Regions from separate parts of the Rattus norvegicus genome. Here region 1 is linked to region 2. Evidence: chromatin contacts called from public Hi-C data. All regions are on one chromosome and are shown on one strand. Each heading gives the region's core, a stretch centred on a gene start, on an enhancer-like site or on the middle of the called end of the contact. The rest is flanking DNA. Distances are from core to core; before and after follow the strand shown.

Region 1 (3,940 bases), core at 166-2,665, 150 kb before region 2:
GTGAGGTAGGCCTGAGGTGCCAGTCTGAAGAGAAAGTACATGACCAAGTTGACATACTTGTTGACCTTGTAGAGGAGGATATCCTGGGCATTGTTTATCTTCATCATCATCCTTAAGGTGAGGAAGATGTTGCTGACCTCCACCAGTAGTGTTAAGACTCCACCTCCAACAAATCTTTTCCAAAAGATACCAGAGAAGAAGGCGCCCATAGCCTGGGAGGGAAGGGGGAGACAAGTAACAGAACAAGGGCGCTTGAAAACAGGTGCTGTGCCAGCCTTGGGCATACCAGACAGGACAGAAGCAGAGGAGCATCAACATTTAGTGCTAAGATTTCTTTATATTTACTAGGATCAGACTCCACTAGGGTCAGTCTACCTAGATAGTAGGTAAGCCCAGGCACTCTGCTGAGACTTAGGCAACTTATAAGTTAGACATTGCTGGGTTAAGATGGCCTCCCTCCCTCTTTGGCTCAAAGAGTTATGAAGATTTTGCCTGTATCATTTCACCGGGTTCTCCCTTACCATGACATGATGAACAAGGTATTCCCAAGAAGCTCGAGTTTGCCTGCTAACCACGATGTCCACTGTGTCATGTATAAAGTATCCTAGTGGAGGGGTAGGGAAAGTGGAAAAGACTTAACACTTTAAACTAATTTCCATCCTAATCTTATCCTTCTTGGGCACAACCTACCTGCAGAGAAGCAAACAAGCAAATAGCCACAAACTGACCAGGCTGTTTCAATCTCCACCAGCATTTCAGGGGTTTGCCATATGCTGGAATAGAAAAAGGGATGTTCTCGCGGTTGCAGCCTCCCCGAGGACCCTCACCTCCCCCAACAGTCTTGCCAGTCCCAGGGTGCTGTGGGCGCCTACTATTGGCTGGTTGGAGAGTAAGGAGGGACTTGGCCAAAGCCCAGGTACCTTGGGTTTCCCACAGCCGTTCTTGGTTGGGTAGTTTTCCAAACAGGGAATCAGGTGAGATCCTTGGTGTCTGTTCACCCGAGAGTGGTGGGAATAGCAACAGGGAATCCAGTCCGAGCACCCCGCGAAAGACCCTACGGCCATCTCGTTACCCCGGGTTGTTCACTCACCACAGCAGAGCCCAGATCCCAGATACAATGGAGTGTGTGAAGGAGACGAGTAGGTTGTGCCAACGCCAGGTGCGCAGGGGGTCGGTTTGCACGTGTGCCGGCAGGGGCAGGCGACAGAGCACGCGCCGGAGTGCCCGGAAGGTCAGCGTGGCGCCCAGGAGCAGCGGCCAGGCGGGGTGCAACAGTAGGGGCATGCTGACCCTCCCTGCCGTCTGTCTGTTCGCCTTTTAAGCCGTCTCCCTCGGCAGTTCTGGGAACACCGTCCAGTCTCTGGCCAGCGCGCCACGATCGTTTCTGCCGCGGGCCGCCAGCCCCACAGTTTCACGGAGCCCTCAAGGCTCCTTCGCTCCTCCCCGCGCTCCCGGAGAGGCCTCTGCCCGCCCCTGCAGCCCGCGCCCCCGCCCCGCCCCGCCGCCTGCCCCCGCCCCTCGGGCGCCTCTGCCGCGAGGAGGGCGCGAGCCCCGTGTCCCCCAGGGCCCCGCCCGGAACCCGCCGACTTAGAGCGCGAAGGGGCTGTCCCCGCCATCGCTTCCGAGGCACCCCTCTCTGGCGCCTCCCGACATCCGAAGGCATCCTCGGCTGCCCTCATGCGTACGGCCCCACTAGCCTCTTCCCGACCTTCGCCGCCTCCACCGGCTTTCACATCCTGGGCGGGTACTTCGAGAAAGCTCCTCTCCCAACTCTTTTCAGGGCAGAGATGGGCGGAACCATCACACAGCCGGGGCTGCTAAACCCTGATCCTGGGGGCTCAGGAACGCGGCCTCAGACTAGGGCTCCGCCCAGACTCAATTCTTCTCTTGGACTGGATCGACGTGTTTACCTGCCTCTCCGGCGCCCAGCACGAGTGGTGCTTAGGAACTGTTGAGTCACCTACCATCACCCCACTCCTACCCATCATTCTTGGGCTCCTGGAGCATAGCGGTTGTCACAGTCCTCCCTGAGACAGTCCCAACCCTCTTCTGGCTCCTTGGAGGCTGGGGCGGGGAAGGCTGCGGATTTGCCCAGACAGCTGGGGTGACCCTCTCTCCAGGGCAGCGTCCTAGAGTAGTTGCGGCTTCTGGCCAGTAGGTGTCAGTCTGTCCTCACTGTGATGAGGCGTCCTAGCTCGCCTCCACTCAGGAGCGCAATCAGCAGACCCGGAGGAAAAGGAGCAGCCCAGAGGCGGTGCAGGAGTGAAGGGGTGTGTGCTTTTGGGAGGTGGAAGTGGACGACACGGGGGAAAAAGTGGGGACTAGGAGAACGGTGTATCAAGGCGGGGTGGGGGAGCCAGAAACCCAGGAACCTAAGCCTGGTGTTTGCTGTCTTCCCTGATGGTTCCAGGGTTACACATTAACTCCCATGGGTCTCCAGGGTCACTCAAGGCCCATTCGGTTACTAAGAGATAGCACGATGTAATGTCTTGTGAGCATTTTACCCCCTGCACTCCTTTGCTAACTGGGAAACCAGCTGACTCCAGCCTGAGCCAGTGACCACAGGTTCCCTCCGGTCATTCCACGTAGGCTAGTTTGGGGCGGGGCGGAGACAAAAAATAAACACCCCTTCTCTCCTCGCTTACCTCGCCCATTCAAAAATAGGAACGTTAACACTTAGCTAAGGACCACCTCTTGAATACTGAAGTGTTCTCCCTTAGAGCAGGCATCATGAGGAAGTCAGGATTTAATTCATCCTGGTCGAAACCATAGCAGTGATACTAACCAGCCCATTATTTCTGGACAGAGGCGTAGAACCCTCTCTGATTTTACCCCACCATGACGCTAGAGGTTTTTAGTAGAGGACTGAGTCCCCTTACAGCAGCGTTTTGTGCGGTGTTCTGAGAAGCAGAGAGCACGGTGCTCAGGAGTTGTTATAACCAGGAGACCGCGTCACGTACTCTTCAGGTGAATCAGTTTGTCCAACTGGGGTTTTCCCCGTCCCTCCCTCGGCAAACACCAAACAGCCCCGCTCCCCGCCCCACACAGAGCGGGCTCTGGGTTCTGTTTTGGTGGTTTATCCTTTACGTGTCCATCAAGGAATTCCTTTATCTTTCTGAAGTAGTGCCACTCCTGGACAGCGGGGACCGGATCGATCTTCGCTTTATACTCTCACTAGAACTTTGGAGGGACAATCTTGTTTTTGCCGGGCAACTTAAGTTGGCGCCTCATCGCTCCAGTCTACCTCTGCCCAAGTCACGCGTGTGCAAGGTGACTGGTATGGTGCTGAGCCCTTTGGGACTCGTCAAGAAACCCAAAATGACTATTCTCTGATTTCTCGTTTGAGAAACACGACTTAACCTCCAGGTTGAGTTTATTTACTCAGAGAGAGGCACAGAGCTCAACAGACGCCCCCGATCCACCCGCTCCGCCCTGCAATAGTTTTACTGCTAGTAGGAGGAGCTCCCGGATGGGAGGGTCCGCGCACGCGCCACTCGAGGAGTCCAGAAGCGTAACTGAGAAATGAGATGGAGAAGTACGAGCGGATCCGAGTGGTGGGAAGAGGTGCCTTCGGGTGAGCCAGGGCGCTGGGGAGGAAATGCTAAGGGAAAAAGAAAATAAGCCCCAATTCTGACCAAGAAATCGTGGCCCGGCTGGCTCCGCCCCGAAGCGAGAGCACCACTATGGGATGCCCCGCCCAGGCATCCGGTCCTTAGGTCTAGGCGGGAGGACCCCCGCCCACAGCCAAACCACGCCCACCAGCCCAACCTGTGCCCTTGGGAGATAGTTCCCTGTAGATTGGTTATTCTTTGCTTCAACTGAGATAATGATCCTAAACTGTACAGGTCAGACTGCCCGGAGTTTACAGTTGTGATCAAAACAGGAGAGGTACTTCCCCTTTACGAACATAGCCCATAGGACGTTGATTCAAACAAACAAG
Region 2 (3,937 bases), core at 168-2,667:
AACCATTTGTAACCCCAGCTCCAGGGGAATTCAAAGCCTGCCGAGCCTTTTCAGGTATCTGTACTCACCAGCGAATATCCACGGACAGACAGACAGACAGACAGACAGACTGGCACAGGCACACACATACAACTTAAAAAAAAATAGAATTAGGGGTTGGGGATTTAGCTCTGTGGTAGAGCACTTGCCTAGCAAGTGTAAGGCCCTGGGTTCAGTCCCCAGCTCCGAAAAAAAGAAAAGGAAAAAGAAAAAAGAAAAGAAAAAGGGAAAGAAAAAAGAAAAGAAAAAGAAGAAAAAAAATAGAATTAACCTTAAAACCCCTCAAAACAAACAAACAAACCAGTCCCCCTCCCCCGCAACAAAACAAACTGAAAACTCAAGCCTACACAAACTATTGGACAAGGAGGGAGCCAAGACTGGGCTTTAGAATGCCAAAGTTGGCCTCTGTGCTTTCCCTTCTGACTCCAACCAAGACTCTTCAAAATGAGATGTGGTATTGTATTTCTCCCACTTTAGTAGGGTCCTGATTAGGGACGGGGAAGATGTCTCAGTAAAGGGATTGATTTTGAGGTCCAAACAATGCCGAAAGCTATGTTTGGGGTCCAATGGATTTATTATACCTCCCCAAGAATGGCATCTAATAAGCCTTGGCTCGGGGCTTCTACCTCCCCTTTTGGCAGCCAGCCTTTTGATTCTGCATACAGGCTGGAAATCAGTGCTGATGTTGGGAAGAGGTTACAGTTGTGAGCTTGCATGCAACAGGGTCCTTGGTGGCTTGAGCTACCTCCTAGGACATCCCAAATACACCACTTACATAAATATCAGCTTTAAGGCTCCCAACGCTACAGTCCCATCCAGCCAAATCTAGAGCTTGCTGCATTTTGTAATCTAGAGCGGTACAGGCCAGAGCCGGGTTACCCAACTGTAGAGGCCCCACCCGCGTTTGCAGGGCGGGTGATGGCAGTAATTCCTGGCAAGCCCCAGCCTGCTCGGAATTAACGGGTCTGCCTCACCCGGAAAAGAGGGACTCATGCCTCAGGCCCCTCCCCGTCAGGCACCTGCCTTCCAGAGCTGCGAATCCCAGTACTGGAACCTACTGCATACGTTAGAAGCCCCTAAACCCACGGTGGAGCAGAGGAAGGGTCGAACGCCTGAGGCTGTGCTGTGGGAGCGAGGACTGCTCTCTGGGGGCTAGCTCAGGTGCGTCAGAGGGACCCGAACCCTATGCTGGCCCTTTCCCACCCCACCCCTCGCCTTCCCCTCACCTGAGACCACCAGTGCCTCGTTGGGGCCCACCGTGTGGCAATTGCCCATGGTGCCGCTGGCAGGCAAGCAGGCCTTGGGTCCGCAGCGACCTGGAGGGCTGTGGCGGGTCCGCAGCACCGGCCGCGCCCAGCCTATCCCGCCTCCCCCAGCCCCGCCCGCCTGCGCCCCTCTGCGGCCGCGGCCCCGCCGGAAGTGTAGCAGCGGAGGGCGGGGCCGGCATGTTGAAAGAGGCGGGAGCCAGCGCATCCGCAATCAGCTCGCTTTATTCCAGGGGGCTTGGCCCCATAGCACCTTTGGGGCACCTCAGTAGTATCACCTTGCACTGCGTCACCTCAGGCACCCGCCCTACAGCAGACCCCAGGGCTCAAAACCCCAGTCTCTCCCCTGAGTCCTTTCCTAATTCCGCCTCTTTAAAAAGTGGGAGTAAACTAACTACCTAGCTGGAAAGTTGCGAAGGGCTGGATTCAGTAATGTTTAACATCTGCAGTGCATCAACCACAAAGTCCCCGGCCCTTCCCCGGGGCAGATCACTACTTAGGGAAGGGCCCAGAAATCTGAAAATCAAATTCCAGAGCAACAGTGCCTGACATATCATCCCTGAATCTGGGGTTACAGTCTGCCTTAGGAAGTAGTATTCACTTCCTTTCTCAAGGAAAAGGGCTGTTGAGGACATGACAAGAGGTTCCGAGGTAAATGTGGCAATCCCTCAGTGCCCAGGCTGAGATGTTGAGGGATCCCACCGTGCTACAAAAGCATTCTATCCAGGGGGTTGGTAAAGTTAGGGTGTAGGTTCATCCTTCACATGAATTCTTCTCTGTGTCACTTTGGATAAGTCTTGTGAGCCCTGATAGCTACGAGAAGGTCCAGAAATTGTGGTTTTCTCAGGGCTGGGGGCACTCAGAGAAGATGGGGCTCTGGGATCCCGCGGTTCCTGCTCGTCGTCGGTATCAGGATCGTCTTCAGGCCCAAGCCCTGCCAGCTTCTTTGTAACTTTCCATAGCCTATGAGCAGCCTGGTCATCTCTAGCAGCTGCAGAGACCTCCTCCACGTGGCAGTTGGCAAAATATCTCCCGCTGAGGGGCTCAATGCCCTCCTGCAGAGCGCAGTACAGGGGTGTCTGGGCACCCCCTTGTGGTGCCCGGAGCACCAACCAAGCCAGTGGGCGCAAAATAGGACGCAACCATCCAGGAAGGTGACGCAGGAAGAGCTCCGAGTTCACAGGCCCTGTGGGCAGGAAGAAGAGGATTTGTGGAGGAAGACAGTGGGGGCTCAGGCACCAGGCAGGGAAAAAAACCAAGCTAGGAGCAGACCCTAGAATCTGCTTCCAGGGAAAGCACATTAGTATCTACCAGGCATTCAGGGACCCCACAAGGTGATTTAATCCTCCAGAAAGTCTTCCTATCAGCCTGGTGGTCTGTGCAGTCCCATCTCCCAGGCTGTGGTTATGTGTGTTCTCTGTTCTTTGCTGTTCATTCTCCATCACCCTCGCCTCCCTTTTCTGGTGCTGGTGATTTGAACCCAGGGCTGTATACATGCTGCAGGCACTCCATCAACTGAGCTACATCCCTGGTCCTTTCCTTTCTCTTTGAGAAAGAGTCTCACTCCTCCTCTATAAGTCCAGTCTGACCTCGAACTCACAGCCGTACTCCTGCCTCAGCTTCCCATTGGGGTTACCAGTGTAAGCCACGGTGCCTGATTCACACCAGCTTTTCATCTATCTTGAGCCCAGCCCATTCCTTTGTTCAGCCATCGTTTTTTTTTAAGAACCTATAGTATTCCAGCCACACCGTTAACACTAGGGATCTGTAATTGTAACAAGAGCCTAATGAAGGTTAGTAGCATGATTGTCACTGTGATTACAGAGAAGCCCTGAGCAATGGCTTTCTAAGATGATCTGGGCAGGGCTTGCCTATTGTAACCTACTGTCTAAGGACAAAGATGATTCACCAGCTCAGCCCATCTCTCCAGCTCCCGCCATGCTGGGCGCACCAGCCCTCCCATGGCACACCAGGAGCATCCGCCTCTGTGCCTGTTATTCAATTTCTGAGCTTCAAAGAACCCTTTATCTCTTTCAGATCTGTGTTCAACTGTTACCTTTCAAGTGTCTGCCTTGACAGCCACTGACAAAACAAAACGTCTGTCTGACAACTCTAGGTCCCCCTCCTCCTGTTCATCTTTCCTAAGTGTCACTTTCCTGACTGTATCGCCACTTGTTGTGGGATCCGAGGGCAAGGTGTTTTTGGTTTTCGTTTTGTCTTCTTTCAGGGAGATGGGGTCTTACAGACCGAGGTGGCCTCAATGTCCTAGCACATGAATCATGCCTACTGCATAGTGGGTACCACAGAGAAAGGCTCCTTGACTGGATGATGTATCACCTATCCTCATCACCATCCTAACTTTTTTCCCCCCAGTGGTGTTGGGGAATCAAACCCAATCTCAGCTTGGCATGGTGGCTTATACTGGAAATCTAAGTATGAGGCAAGAAGACTGGGGTGAATTTGAGGCTTGACTGAACTACTTACAATTCCAGATCAACCTGGGCTCCAGAAAACTGTTTCTCAAAAAACAAACAAACACAACAGAACAAAATAAAAACCAACAAACCAGGGCCTAACCACTCGATGGCTCAGTGGTTATGGGCCCCTGCTGCTCTTGTCGAGGACCCAGGTTG

What was found. A called contact is a pair of places that touch in the nucleus more often than the background predicts.
Region 1: a contact with region 2 is called in a Hi-C map of kidney, with 2.7 times the contacts expected there. The contact joins the promoter of Tlcd1 here to the promoter of Flot2 in region 2. A contact is called at or near these places in 6 of 12 Hi-C or Micro-C datasets (frontal cortex, kidney, liver and 2 more) and 1 of 1 datasets of contacts at active chromatin or transcription factors (oligodendrocytes).

Annotation. Positions count from the first base shown.
Region 1 is chr10:63,570,016-63,573,955 of GRCr8, reverse strand. Tlcd1 (TLC domain containing 1) reads right to left here and starts at 1,415. Exons shown (of 4, transcript NM_001013858.1): 1 at 1,091-1,415; 2 at 691-773; 3 at 522-604; 4 at 1-212. The coding sequence starts at 1,284. Nek8 (NIMA-related kinase 8) reads left to right here and starts at 3,468. Exons shown (of 15, transcript NM_001105804.2): 1 at 3,468-3,574. The coding sequence starts at 3,528.
Region 2 is chr10:63,421,580-63,425,516 of GRCr8, reverse strand. It overlaps Flot2 (flotillin 2), which reads right to left and starts at 1,417. Exons shown (of 11, transcript NM_001270800.1): 1 at 1,266-1,417. The coding sequence starts at 1,314. It overlaps Dhrs13 (dehydrogenase/reductase 13), which reads right to left. Exons shown (of 5, transcript NM_001398768.1): 5 at 1,512-2,490. The coding sequence ends at 2,045.